Linked DNA regions of Zea mays: region 2 is linked to region 1. Evidence: chromatin contacts called from public Hi-C data. All regions are on one chromosome and are shown on one strand. Each heading gives the region's core, a stretch centred on a gene start, on an enhancer-like site or on the middle of the called end of the contact. The rest is flanking DNA. Distances are from core to core; before and after follow the strand shown. Region 1 has its middle 46 kb from the start of LOC100285217. Region 2 holds the start of LOC100285217 (WRKY74 - superfamily of TFs having WRKY and zinc finger domains).

Region 1 (5,771 bases), core at 1,569-4,068:
TTCATCTGCTCTTACGCCTTTATAAGAGCACATAACTCTTCAATCGCGTACATGGAAAATATACTCCCGTTGTTTTCACTCTATTTTCATGGTTGAGTTGTCTCTCGAGTCTTCCCCGTCCCAAATCTCTACATGCACGGAGAGTTGGGAGAGCATACCTCCAAAACCACCGTCCACCGAGTGAGACATCTGCCGGGTGCGCGGGTGATTAGGTTTTTGGGGAGTGCCGTCAGGACTGCTCATCGATGGTGTCCATCTTCTTTTCGGAGAACGTTGTCGTGCCATTGACGTCTTCTTGATGGAGTGTTGCTGCTAGTCTTCTTTCTGGAAGACATTCGAGGGACTATATTGCGTACATGGACCTGCATCGAGCCCCAATCGACGACGTCGAACAACGCACTATATCGTGCGATTGGAGCAACCGGTGCTTTAATCATGGGTCCCTGTGCCGAGTACATCATAAACCTTCTGTGGGTTGTTTATCTACTGATCGGTATCTTAATTCTTCATTGGTACTATATGTTGCAAGTAGCATAAAAAATCTTACATGCTATTTCTAGACGAACACTACCGGAATCGCGTTCTTTGTCGAGTGTCTAAGACACTCGGCAAAGGCTATTTTACACTCGGCAAATATTTTATCGACAAAAGGTTCTTTGCCGAGTACTTTTTTCCGAGTGTCGAAAAGCACTCGACAAATTAAAAATCGAAAACCCCCAAAAAACAACAAAACATTTTTAAAATTATAGAAACAACTCTCCAACCACTACCTATATTACCATATTACAATACACACGTCCTAATCATTTTTCACTATTATTTTGAATCAAATTTACATGTTTTGTGAATGGTGAGATTCGAACTCGCAACATCATTTTTCACTATTATTTTGAATCAAATTTACATGTTTTGTGAATGGTGAGATTCGAACTCGCAACATCTCTCTCGCGCATACCCTCCTTTACCACTACACTACTACATCAATTATGTCTATATTACGTTTTCATTCCTCATGTACTATAACCAATCGAGAGTAATTTGATTATTTTAAGGCACTAAATGAATTCATTTGAAAATGTGACCAACTATAAAGTTGCATAATTTTTCGAGATCTACAAGTTCTATTTTGATAGTTTCTACATCCAAGGTTGTTTACAAAATTTGAATTTCAAATTTAAAAACTTCACACAAATTTTTCAATGATAAGATGATTTCAAAGCAAAAAATTGTCAATTACAAAGTTTCATTACATTTCAAGATCTACAACTTTTATTTTGATGATTTTTTCATTCGAGTTAGTTTGGAAAATTCAAATTTGAAAATTCAAACATAGTTTTGCCTGACAAGATGATTTCAAACCAAAATATTGTCAACTACAAAATTTCATAACTCTTCAATGACTACAACTTTCATGTTGGTGGTTTTTTCTTTCAAGGTCGTTTTTAAAATTCAAAATTTTAATTTTTTAAATTTAGATCTAATTTTCGTTGACAAGATGACTTCAAATGAAACAGTTGCCAACTACAAAATTCTATAACTTCTCAAGATCTACAAAGTTTATTTTGGTTGTTTGTCATTTGTTCATCTCACATGATGGTTCTAACAATATGCACAAATCTTATACATCTCTCTCGTAGTTTCATAAACTACGAGAAATATATATGTTTTATGAACAAATTTATTTTTATTTTGTCATATAAAGAAATGTTCAAAATATAAATTGTACATCATGATGAGTTATACAAATTTGTAGTTGAAAACTTTTTCATTTGAATTAATTTACTTCTTTAAAATGTGATTTTTAAATTGTCTTTGCTTAGTGTTGAAAAAAAAACACTCGGCAAAGAGCTCTTTGTCGAGTGTTATATTTTTGACACTCGGCAAAGAAGCTCTTTACCGAGTGTCAAAAATAAAACACTCGTCAAAGAGCTTCTTCGCCGAGTATTTTTTTATCGAGAGTTTTTTTGTGTAGCTACTTTGCCGAGTGCTCAAAAAAAACACTCGACAAAATATTTGGCACTCGGCAAAGAGCCAAATTTCGGTGGTGGAAGTCTAAAATAAAAATGCCTAAAATTCCTAACAATAACTGCTTGCACACGGTTTGCACTAATTACTTGCAGCTGATCCGTTCTCATGTTGTGTATGCAGTCTATTTCTCATGCTTTGGTTTCCAAATCAATCAGTGTGGGTGGGTCATACACGCCATACCGGCGGTCTCCGTCGTGGATCCATCGTTTTGGAGAGACCAAGTCCTGTCCCCCGGCCAGCCCAGTGATGAGGCCCAGCGCCCCACAATTAATCAATGGAGACCGGCCGGGCCGAGCTAGTAGTAATTTCGCCGGTCCACACATAAAAGACCGACGGATCCACCTTTCCGGCGGCAGGCATGCATGCATCCATGCACGCACGCACTTGAGCACATCCCACGAGCTAGCTAGGTTTATTTTTACATGGATGGATGGATGGGATCGCGCGTGCTGTTTTCCCCTTGCAAGCGACGGGACAGGAGGAAGAAGCCGGGCGCCACACGGTGTGGTGTCCAATTAAGCAGCAAGCTAATTTGGCGGAGCATGATCACATAAACGTCGCTGGCGCATGCATGCTTTGGATTTGCATTTCTTTTTTGCCCGGTCGCCGGCCGCGTCGTCGTCACAGTCCGCAGCTCGACGTTTTTTTTCGCGCACAGGCGCAGCCCCAAGTGATACTTTTCAGCGGTGACGGAAAAAAGCCTGCGAAGTTGGAAGCACACAGTACGTGTGCGTACGTCGATCGATCATCTGTCAGTGTGTTTGTCGTTACGACGATCTCCTGCAGCTGCAGTAGTGCTGAGAATTGGGCCAAGCCGGGCCAGCTCGGTCCAAGCCCGTCGTGCTTCGTATCAAACGGGTTCGGGCCAGGAAAGCCTAAACAATTTTTGGGCCGTGCCATGCCATCCCGAAGTGTAAAAACAGTGGTCCGGCCCAGCCCTAAACCACGTCGTGCCTTCGTTGGGCCGTGCCGGCCCAAGCCCGTCCCGTATATTTGACCACATAAAATAGAAATATTATAACCATATAAAGTTCATAGCTTACTAAATTAAAAATATTAAACAATTATAACATCATTTAACCACATAAACTCCAAATATAACAACAATATAAAGTTAATATCTTACTAAATTAAAGAAATTAAATAGATTAGGCTTAATTGGGCCGTGCCGTCCCAAGTCCGGCCCATCTATGCGGGCCGTACTGGGGGCCCAACGGGTCGGAATTTGAGGCTCGACTCAGACCCGCCTTCGGACCGTGCTAGCCCGGCCCATATTATTTCGTGCCGAGCCGTGCTTTGGGCTCTTATTTTCGGACCGTGCTCGTGCTGGCCCAAAAAACCCAGCCCAGATTCCCAGCACTACCCTGCAGCAGTCACAACCCGATGCTGTCGTCGTCATCACGGACGCGCGACCGAAGAATGACGAAGCCGCGTGAATATAGATTAATTAGATCGATCCATCTTTAGCTTTGTTTAAAATTCAGAGCATCCACCACTAATAATTTCCTTGGAATACTGTATCGTACGTACCAACTCCCCTCCTAGCTAGCTAGTGGCGGATGCATGCATGGATTTGTAGCTGCTTCTCAACAGAACGTAACTGGTTGCGCCGCTAATTATCAGTGGCGGCCGGGTGTCCAGAGAAAACAAGCAGGGAAGTAGTAATTTTTTTTTCGATGACAATCACACATCAGCTGGTAGTAGCTAACAATATGATAGATGGAGTACCACCACTAGGGCTCTTTTTCATTTTTCGTCTGTTCTATGCGGGATTTTTTTAAAAAAAGATGACACACTCACAATATATATATATATATATATATATATATATATATATATATATATATATATATATATATATATATATATATATATATATATGGCAGGTATAACGGGAGCTCTGGGCTTCGAATATTAAAGAGAGCCCGGGTCGGTAACAGGGGTCTGGTCCGCTGAACCGAACGTGCGTGTGTATGATGGAGACAAGACAGATAACATGCAGGACCGACGGTGCCGTGACTCGGTTCGTAACGGCAAGGCGGTAAACATATGGTAGTGGGCGGAATTATAGGGATTAGATTCCTCATGCAAACGTGGTTACTCTGAAACGTGGGCGCGGAATTTATGGATCTTGCATGGAGCATAATGGCGGCAGGTAAATATAATATCGAATAAGATGTTAAAAGATATGGCATAAAATAGTTACGCTATAGATGTTGCGTATATATTATATAACGTTTGGCATAAAACATTGAGTCATTGTGCGTAAATAGTGAGTTAGGGATATTTGGATTACATGTAAATTGCTACATTATCGGTACGGGTTCGGAAATTATGGAAATACCCTGGAAACGTGGATGCACTTACTTGTTTAGTATAGCATCTGTGATTTCCTTTCATTCGAAATACCCCCACATTGCAGAACTAGTTGGCGGTGGAGATGGCCGGCTCTAGACAATCGCCGGCGATGGTAGGAGATGGCGGTCGGATTCGTCCAGACACTGAGGGACTAGTTGATGGTAACTTAATGGTTACACCACCTCCTGTTCTACTGGGGCATGTAATCGACGAGATAAGCAATGGGGAGGAAGGAGAACAACGGATTCGACCTCCGATGTCCAATATTAGCTCCAGGGAGATGGATATGCCTCAAATACTGCATTCACATGTAAGTACAATTGTTGTATTTGATTCTTGATTGATTTGATTGTTATGATCATAATCCGTGGTACAAACAACATTGTCAATGAATTGCAGCAAAAAAAACATTGATCCGAATATAGTGCCAACAGTAGGGATGACTTTCAAGGCTATTGATGATGCATATACATTTTATAAAAGGTATGCATATGAAGTTGGATTTCCATTGAAGAAATACAGGGAGAAGACATTCAGTAAGTGGATAAATTGTTCACGTGAAGGTAAAAGTGCACCAAAACCAAATGATACACCTAGGATGAGGAATAGGAATTCTGGCCGTACGCAATGTAAGGCTGGAATCAAATTAAAAAAATACATGATGATGAAAAAAATGTGGTAGCTGCAAAGATTGAACTGGTGAATTTGGAACATAGCCATGAGTTCATAACTGACGAAGCAAAGAAACAACATCTACGTTGCAACAAAAGTCGGGATGCGGAATTCATAAATTTTGTTGATGCAATGCATGAAAGCCGAGTGCCCCGGCATTGCATAGTTGATTTTATATGAGACATGCATGATGGGCTAGAGAACGTACCGGTAACTGCTCAAGATCTGAAAAACATGTAAGAAATCTTTTGTGTTGACTATGTATATATTGAGTGCCATAGATATTACTATAGTAAATGTTTGGATGGTCATTTTTTGTACAACAATTGTAGGAGGACAGCAAGGAGACGAGAAAACTGCGCAAATGATGTAGCCAAACTTCTGTCTTTCTTTACGGAATGCAAGAACAGAATCCACAATGTTTTTGTGATTTTCAGCTAGAGAAGGATGGGAAAATTGTGAGTATTTTTTGGTCACTCGCAAGTATGCAGGGGGAATATGCAGATTATGCTGATGCTGTGACCTTTGATACAACACACAGGACCAATAGATATGATTAACCACTAGGCATGTTTATTGGAGCTAACAGCCATCTGTAATGTACAATGTTTGGATTTGTGTTGTTGGGAGATGAAACAGTTCAGACTTTTGAATGGGCTTTCAATTCATTCAAAACATGTATGGGATGAGAGGGACCAAGAGTTATGCTAACA
Region 2 (5,771 bases), core at 1,757-4,256, 46 kb after region 1:
CCAACTCCGTTTTCATTCCCAACAGTTCCCATTCCCAACTCTGTTTTCATTCCCAACTCCTGTGTGTTTGCTTCATTCCCAACTGACCCCATTCCCAGCTCCTATCCCTTTGCCTTTCCCATTCGTCTGGTTCTGCCAACAGCCATCCAGCCATTAAAATAGCCAAAAAATACGCCACATAGTGATCGAACTCTGACCAACATATACAGCAAACACAACTCATCCCTTCTAACCAATAGCACAATAGCACTCATGTTCTTTCCTGCTACACGAAGGAGCTTTTATCTATTTCTAGGCATTCTCAGACCCATCTCCTAATCCGAATCAGTTTTATGAGATAACAGAAAGGTCTCAGATAAATGTGATTGAACTCATTTTTTTATCATAGTTCATGACCCGAAAATAGAGAGATTAGAATAGAATACAAAGAATCTTAGAACTCTCGAGTTAGGGTTTACATAAAACTAAATCTAGCGTTTTCGGCCAATGAGAGACTTAGTCTCGGCCAAACCCATCAAATTTGAGATAGCAAAAAAGATCGACATTTTAGGGTTAGAGTTTAATAACCTAACCCTAAAAGGTTCTAAACCGGGTCAACAGAGATCTCAAGGCTCGGATTTTTTTTTAAATTCACGGCCAAGAAACAGTCAATAAGAAACAGAAACCACGCATGGATTAAGTGTACAGAGCACTATCAATATAATCCATAGATTGGTTTTTAGTCAAAGGTACAGAAAATCATCACAGAAAATAACGCAAGGCCATGGATCTATGTTTTATCAACTCATAACTCGATCCCGAATATTACATTACATCCATCTCATACATTCATTCACACAGTAAGGGATTCGAGTAAATGAGGACTAGATCCGAGTTTTTAAAAGTTAAAGACGGTCAAGAGACCGACTCGTCTTACCCACTCCCGAGCTGTCGTGCTCGGACCGCCGTCAGTTCCCGGCCGACAGCAGCTCACCCGCCCGAAGGGATGAGCTAGCTGGCGGCAGGGTCTGCGGGGCCAGTGCTCATGAAGTTTCGGTCGTTTTTTTTAGTGCAGAGGCGGCTGAAAAACAGAGACAGGCGAACTCGCAGAGAGAGAAGGAAGAGAGACAGATCGATAAACAGAGAGCTGTTCTTGTGCGGCTGAAAAAAATATAACACAGAGGAGGCATGCTGGACGTTCGTCAAGGCTAGAACCAAGAAATAAAAAAGAACAAAATCAGATAGAGATGACCATGCAGCCAAGTGCCTGTGGCAATGGCCATGCGGCCAGAATGAACAGCAAGTAGCAGGCGCGGTCGGCATGCTCCCTACGGCGGGTGGGTTCGGCTACAGGCAATGTGTTGAGAGGCGGCTGGGTGAATGGAGCAAATAAACTAGGGCTTAGTCCCTGGCCGATTATTCCGCATTATATAGAACACTGAGATGAATCTGGACTATCGGATCGGCACTGATGGCTGAGATCAATTAAAGGGAAGGGGACGCTGCGTGGGCCAAATGCGCAGCCCAGCTCCAGGTTGCGACTTAGGTGGGCACCGCCCTCTCCCAGCTGTGTTGGGCTGCCGTCTACTGGTCCCAGGCGCGCGCGCCCTCTCCTCCCATGGGTCGCCAGTGCGTGGCTGGGCTACATGGCCAGCAATTTTTTTCCAGCGATTTTTTATTATTATTCCTGGAAATAGTGAAAACTGAAAAGAAATCAGAAAAATAGTACATAAAATTCAGAAAAATCAGAAATATTTTTTTTAAATCTAACAAATTACAGAGAATTTATGGACTATTTTATTCCGCTGCGTACTTTGGTACTTTATTGATTTTATGCAATTTTCAGTTGATTATGAAACCAACGTGGATTAATTATTGTTTAAATTGCATAGAATTCAGAAATTTTGTGATAATTGAATATTTTAACCAATGTTAAATATTGTTACCACATTTTTGAACAGAAACATCTATTTTTGTTCTAGATCATCCAACGATGGTTTAGAATTTTAGAAACATATTATTTTTCTATGCATTACTGTTTATTATGAAGCTTACGTGGATTAATTCTCTTTAAGTGCATAGAAATCCAACGACGGTTTAGCGGTCGTCATGCATCATCCTTTTATAGAAAACCCCATGCATTTCTTCCTAATCGACCTGCACTCGATACCCTCACCCGTTTGCCTAGAAAACGCCATCGTCTGTGTCTTCCGCCCGGTCCCCTCGCATGTCCGCGTCTTCCGGCCCCCAACCAGTCGCCGCCACCTGCGCTCGCATCGTCCGCTCGCCTAGAAACCACTGTCGTCTCCACTCAACGAGTTGAAGGAGTAGGCTTGGCTTGGCTCAAAATCGGCTCGCAAGTTGCATCCATGTGACTACGTCATTATGCTTAAATAATAGGGTAGCAACAATTCTGATATGCCATTTGTTCTCAATAATGATCAACTATGTTTTTTAGGTTCAGGTTCAGAGAAATGTCCATAAATTCTGAGAAGTGCAGCAGTATACACTTCTTTCAATCAAGACTACTGGGTGCAACGAAGATCGTTCTTTCTACCCTCAGGCATCAAGATACAACACCGAATTGAAGGATTGATGGATAATAATGCTAAAGCAGCAAAAAAGGTATTGTTATTATAGCGATGGATTTTTTAATAGACAAACTTCGCATGACTGTTCTTATATAGAGATTAAAACAATGGATAGGTAGGCGAAGGCAAATATGCAGTTTACTGGGAAAAGAAAATTTCCATTCAGATGGTCTTTTCACCTAATTTTGGTCTATAATTTTGAACTTACAAATAAACCTGGCAAGCAAGTTTGGAGCATGGTTAGGATCAAGAACAACATCAATTTTCAGCCTTCAAGGTTACAACCAATTGTCACTACAAAGTCCAGATGCAACTTAATTTTAATTAACAACACAACATATAGCCATATATATGTTATTGTTACACTATTTTTTTCCGTTGCAACGCACGGATACTTACCTAGTTATAAATAAGGGGCAGCTCGCCTCACTCCCTCACACGGTCACACACACCACAACCCAGCCACCCACCACCTCCCCCAATTGCCTCTTCTCTTCTCCCAGCAGCTGCCGCGACGCAGTCCTACTCCTGCGGTGCCTCCAGTTTCGCAGCACCGTTGCCACACATCGCCAACTAACGCCATCGATCACCCGGCGGCCGCCCAGAGTCCTGCCCTGCCATATCCGAACCTGCTCCTGCAGCTAGCCAGCAACACAGACAGAATAGGTCGGTCGGTCGATCGATCGATGGCCAGCGTTATCGACGGCAATGGAGGCAGCCGGCTGGTGGTGACGGAGCTGGGCCACCTCAAGGAGCTGGCGATGCAGCTGGAGGGGCACCTCGGCGGCTCCTCGCCGGACCTCTGCAAGCACCTCGCCTCGCAGATCTCCTCCATCACCGACCGCTCCATCAGCCTGCTCATCACCGCCACCTCATCAAGCCCCCACGGCGGCGCCTCTGACGCGCCGCCCTTCATCAGGGCTACTACCAAGAAAAGGTATCATCATCCCATCGACGACCTTCCTGATTACCATACATAAACCTTCTTAACGAATTATTGGGTCTCTCAAGCCAAGTGGCTTTAAAGTTTAAACTATTGATTTACTTTGCAGGAAGAGGATGGACAAGAAGAGGCATGAGGTGAGGGTGGGCTCGGCCGGAGGCGGCGGCGGCGACCATCCGGCCGACGACGGCTACAGCTGGAGGAAGTACGGCCAGAAGGAGATCCTTGGAGCCAAGCACCCAAGGTGCCCACTTGACACATGCTGTGCTATCAGAAGATTTTTTTCCCCCCTCCTTCATCTTTTCCACACTCCACAGCCCAATCTCATCTGCACGTGTTCTTATCGCAACTTCGCAAGTGGAATCGAAATCATTTTGCCTCTGCTTTCTTTGTCTTCTTTCCATGGCGGGGCTGCAGCTAGTATTGTCCTGGTGGAAATGTCAGTACAGCCTCTTTTTGCTTGTCTTGTTTTGCAATTGTTTGGCTGGCCTCCACTTTTTGTCCGATGTCGGGGGCGAACAGGGATTCATCATATCGTGCGAATCTTGCTCTGGATGCACAAGAAAATTCTCTCTTCTCCTTCTCCTCCTCCTCCTCCTCCTCCTCTTTTTTCCCCTAACAAACAAGATGCCGGAGCTCACAAGCAAAATCTCATGGGCCTGCCTGACCTACCTGCCCGGACCTGACATGATCCACCGTGCGAAATTTCCAGGGGCTACTACCGCTGCACGCACAAGAGCTCTCAGGGATGTGCGGCGACGAAGCAAGTGCAGCGCACCGACGAGGACCCGGCCTTCTTCGACGTCGTCTACCTCGGCGACCACACCTGCGTTCAGAGCCAGAGGGCGGCAGCGACGGCGGGTCGTCAGGCTGCCGCGGACGCGCAGGCGCCGGAGTACGACGCCAACCTCATGGTGAAGACCGAGGGGCCGGCCCTGGAGCCAGAGCAGCAGCGGCGGGGCTGGGAGGACGCGCCCACGCCCTTTCTCTTCTCCTCCACGCCGGCGTGCCTTGTGCCGGAGCGCAGCCCCTTCTCCGCACCGTCCACGTCCGAGAACTGGGGCGTGTCCCCGGCGACCTCGGACTCCAACCACGTCGTCTCTTTCCCGCCTTTCGAGGTCGCCGCCGCCGCTGCCGCGCAGTTCGAGTTCGAGGAAGTCATGTCAGCGATCGACAGAGCCGACGGCGAGTTTCTCGAGGACCTCGACATCTATGTCTCAAGCTTCTTAGCGTGATCTGCTGGATGTAATGTAACCGATGAACGCTAGGGAATGGGAATCTGAGGCAGCTGTTACCATGAGTTGCTCTCTGCCGTTTGTCCAGGGGCAGAGCAGGGAAGAACACATGTTCTTCCTCGGCCCGTCCCGTTGTAAACCTTAGGGTGTGAGAATATTGAATGTCCCATCTCTCTCTCTCTTTTTCTTCGGTCGAGGGTTTGCAAGGAAAACAATTTCGTAATAGTGCTGTCAGTTCAGCTAAACATGTGAGTTTCTCGTGAATTTAAACATTTTTCCAACGTATAACAGTGCAGCTTAAGTTTGCGTGATATTTAATCTGATTAGCTCATGAATATTCAATCATGTATAATTAGTTAGTACTTAAGTACTGACTACATTCACCAGAGTTCGTTTAGCACTGTGCGTGAATTGGTAAAAATTGAAACACTACCAAGTAAAATGCCTCAATTCCAGGTACAGGACGATGATTCGGCGGCGCTCTTGCATATCCATTTCCGTGGCGCGTTGCTGGCTGCACCTCCCCTGGACTGGACAAAATGCTGATTGATCAGTTGATCCGGCGGCCTGTTAAAATTGTTCTAATTAAACTCGTTTTTTGTTTTAAAATCAAAATTGGTTAGTTTTCAATGACTAAACTTTTCCTCGACTCGATAGGTTCAGTTTAAAATTGGATCTCAAACAGCAAATGGGACTATATTTAAATAAGAATATCTAGACTTTCCAAGAAAACTTGAAACAATGATGTGTTGGTTTGTCATCCACTGTACTAATAATATCACTACCTAATACTACCTTGTTCTCTAATACTCCCTCTGTTTCTTTTTAGTTGTCGCTGAATAGTTCAATTTTGTACTATCCAGTGACAACTAAAATGAAACGGAGGAAGTATTTGTTACCCGCTAGTTTATTTTCAAACTAAAACGTGACAAATAAAAAAGAACGGTCCTTTCTTTTTAATCCCCGCATGGAAGATAAGTTAAATGGACAAAAGGTTCCATATTTAAATGTGACATTTTGAAA

What was found. Hi-C and Micro-C count contacts between places; a contact is called where the count stands out from the background.
Region 2: a contact with region 1 is called in a Hi-C map of leaf, with 2.4 times the contacts expected there. The contact joins the promoter of LOC100285217 here to the enhancer-like site in region 1. A contact is called at or near these places in 8 of 25 Hi-C or Micro-C datasets (bundle sheath, ear, endosperm and 3 more) and 1 of 3 datasets of contacts at active chromatin or transcription factors (seedling).

Annotation. Positions count from the first base shown.
Region 1 is chr7:96,710,798-96,716,568 of Zm-B73-REFERENCE-NAM-5.0, forward strand. No RefSeq gene overlaps it. Among protein-coding and RNA genes, the nearest start is that of LOC100285217, 46 kb to the right of the region's middle. Within about 2 kb of position 2,819, at least 17 of the 20 cell types and tissues checked have an H3K27ac peak or open chromatin away from gene starts, as enhancers often do. A contact at or near this core is called in bundle sheath, ear, endosperm and 4 more, where this site is marked.
Region 2 is chr7:96,756,934-96,762,704 of Zm-B73-REFERENCE-NAM-5.0, forward strand. It overlaps LOC100285217 (WRKY74 - superfamily of TFs having WRKY and zinc finger domains), which reads left to right and starts at 3,007. Exons shown (of 2, transcript NM_001413656.1): 1 at 3,007-3,507; 2 at 3,623-5,089. The coding sequence starts at 3,257. The coding sequence ends at 4,199.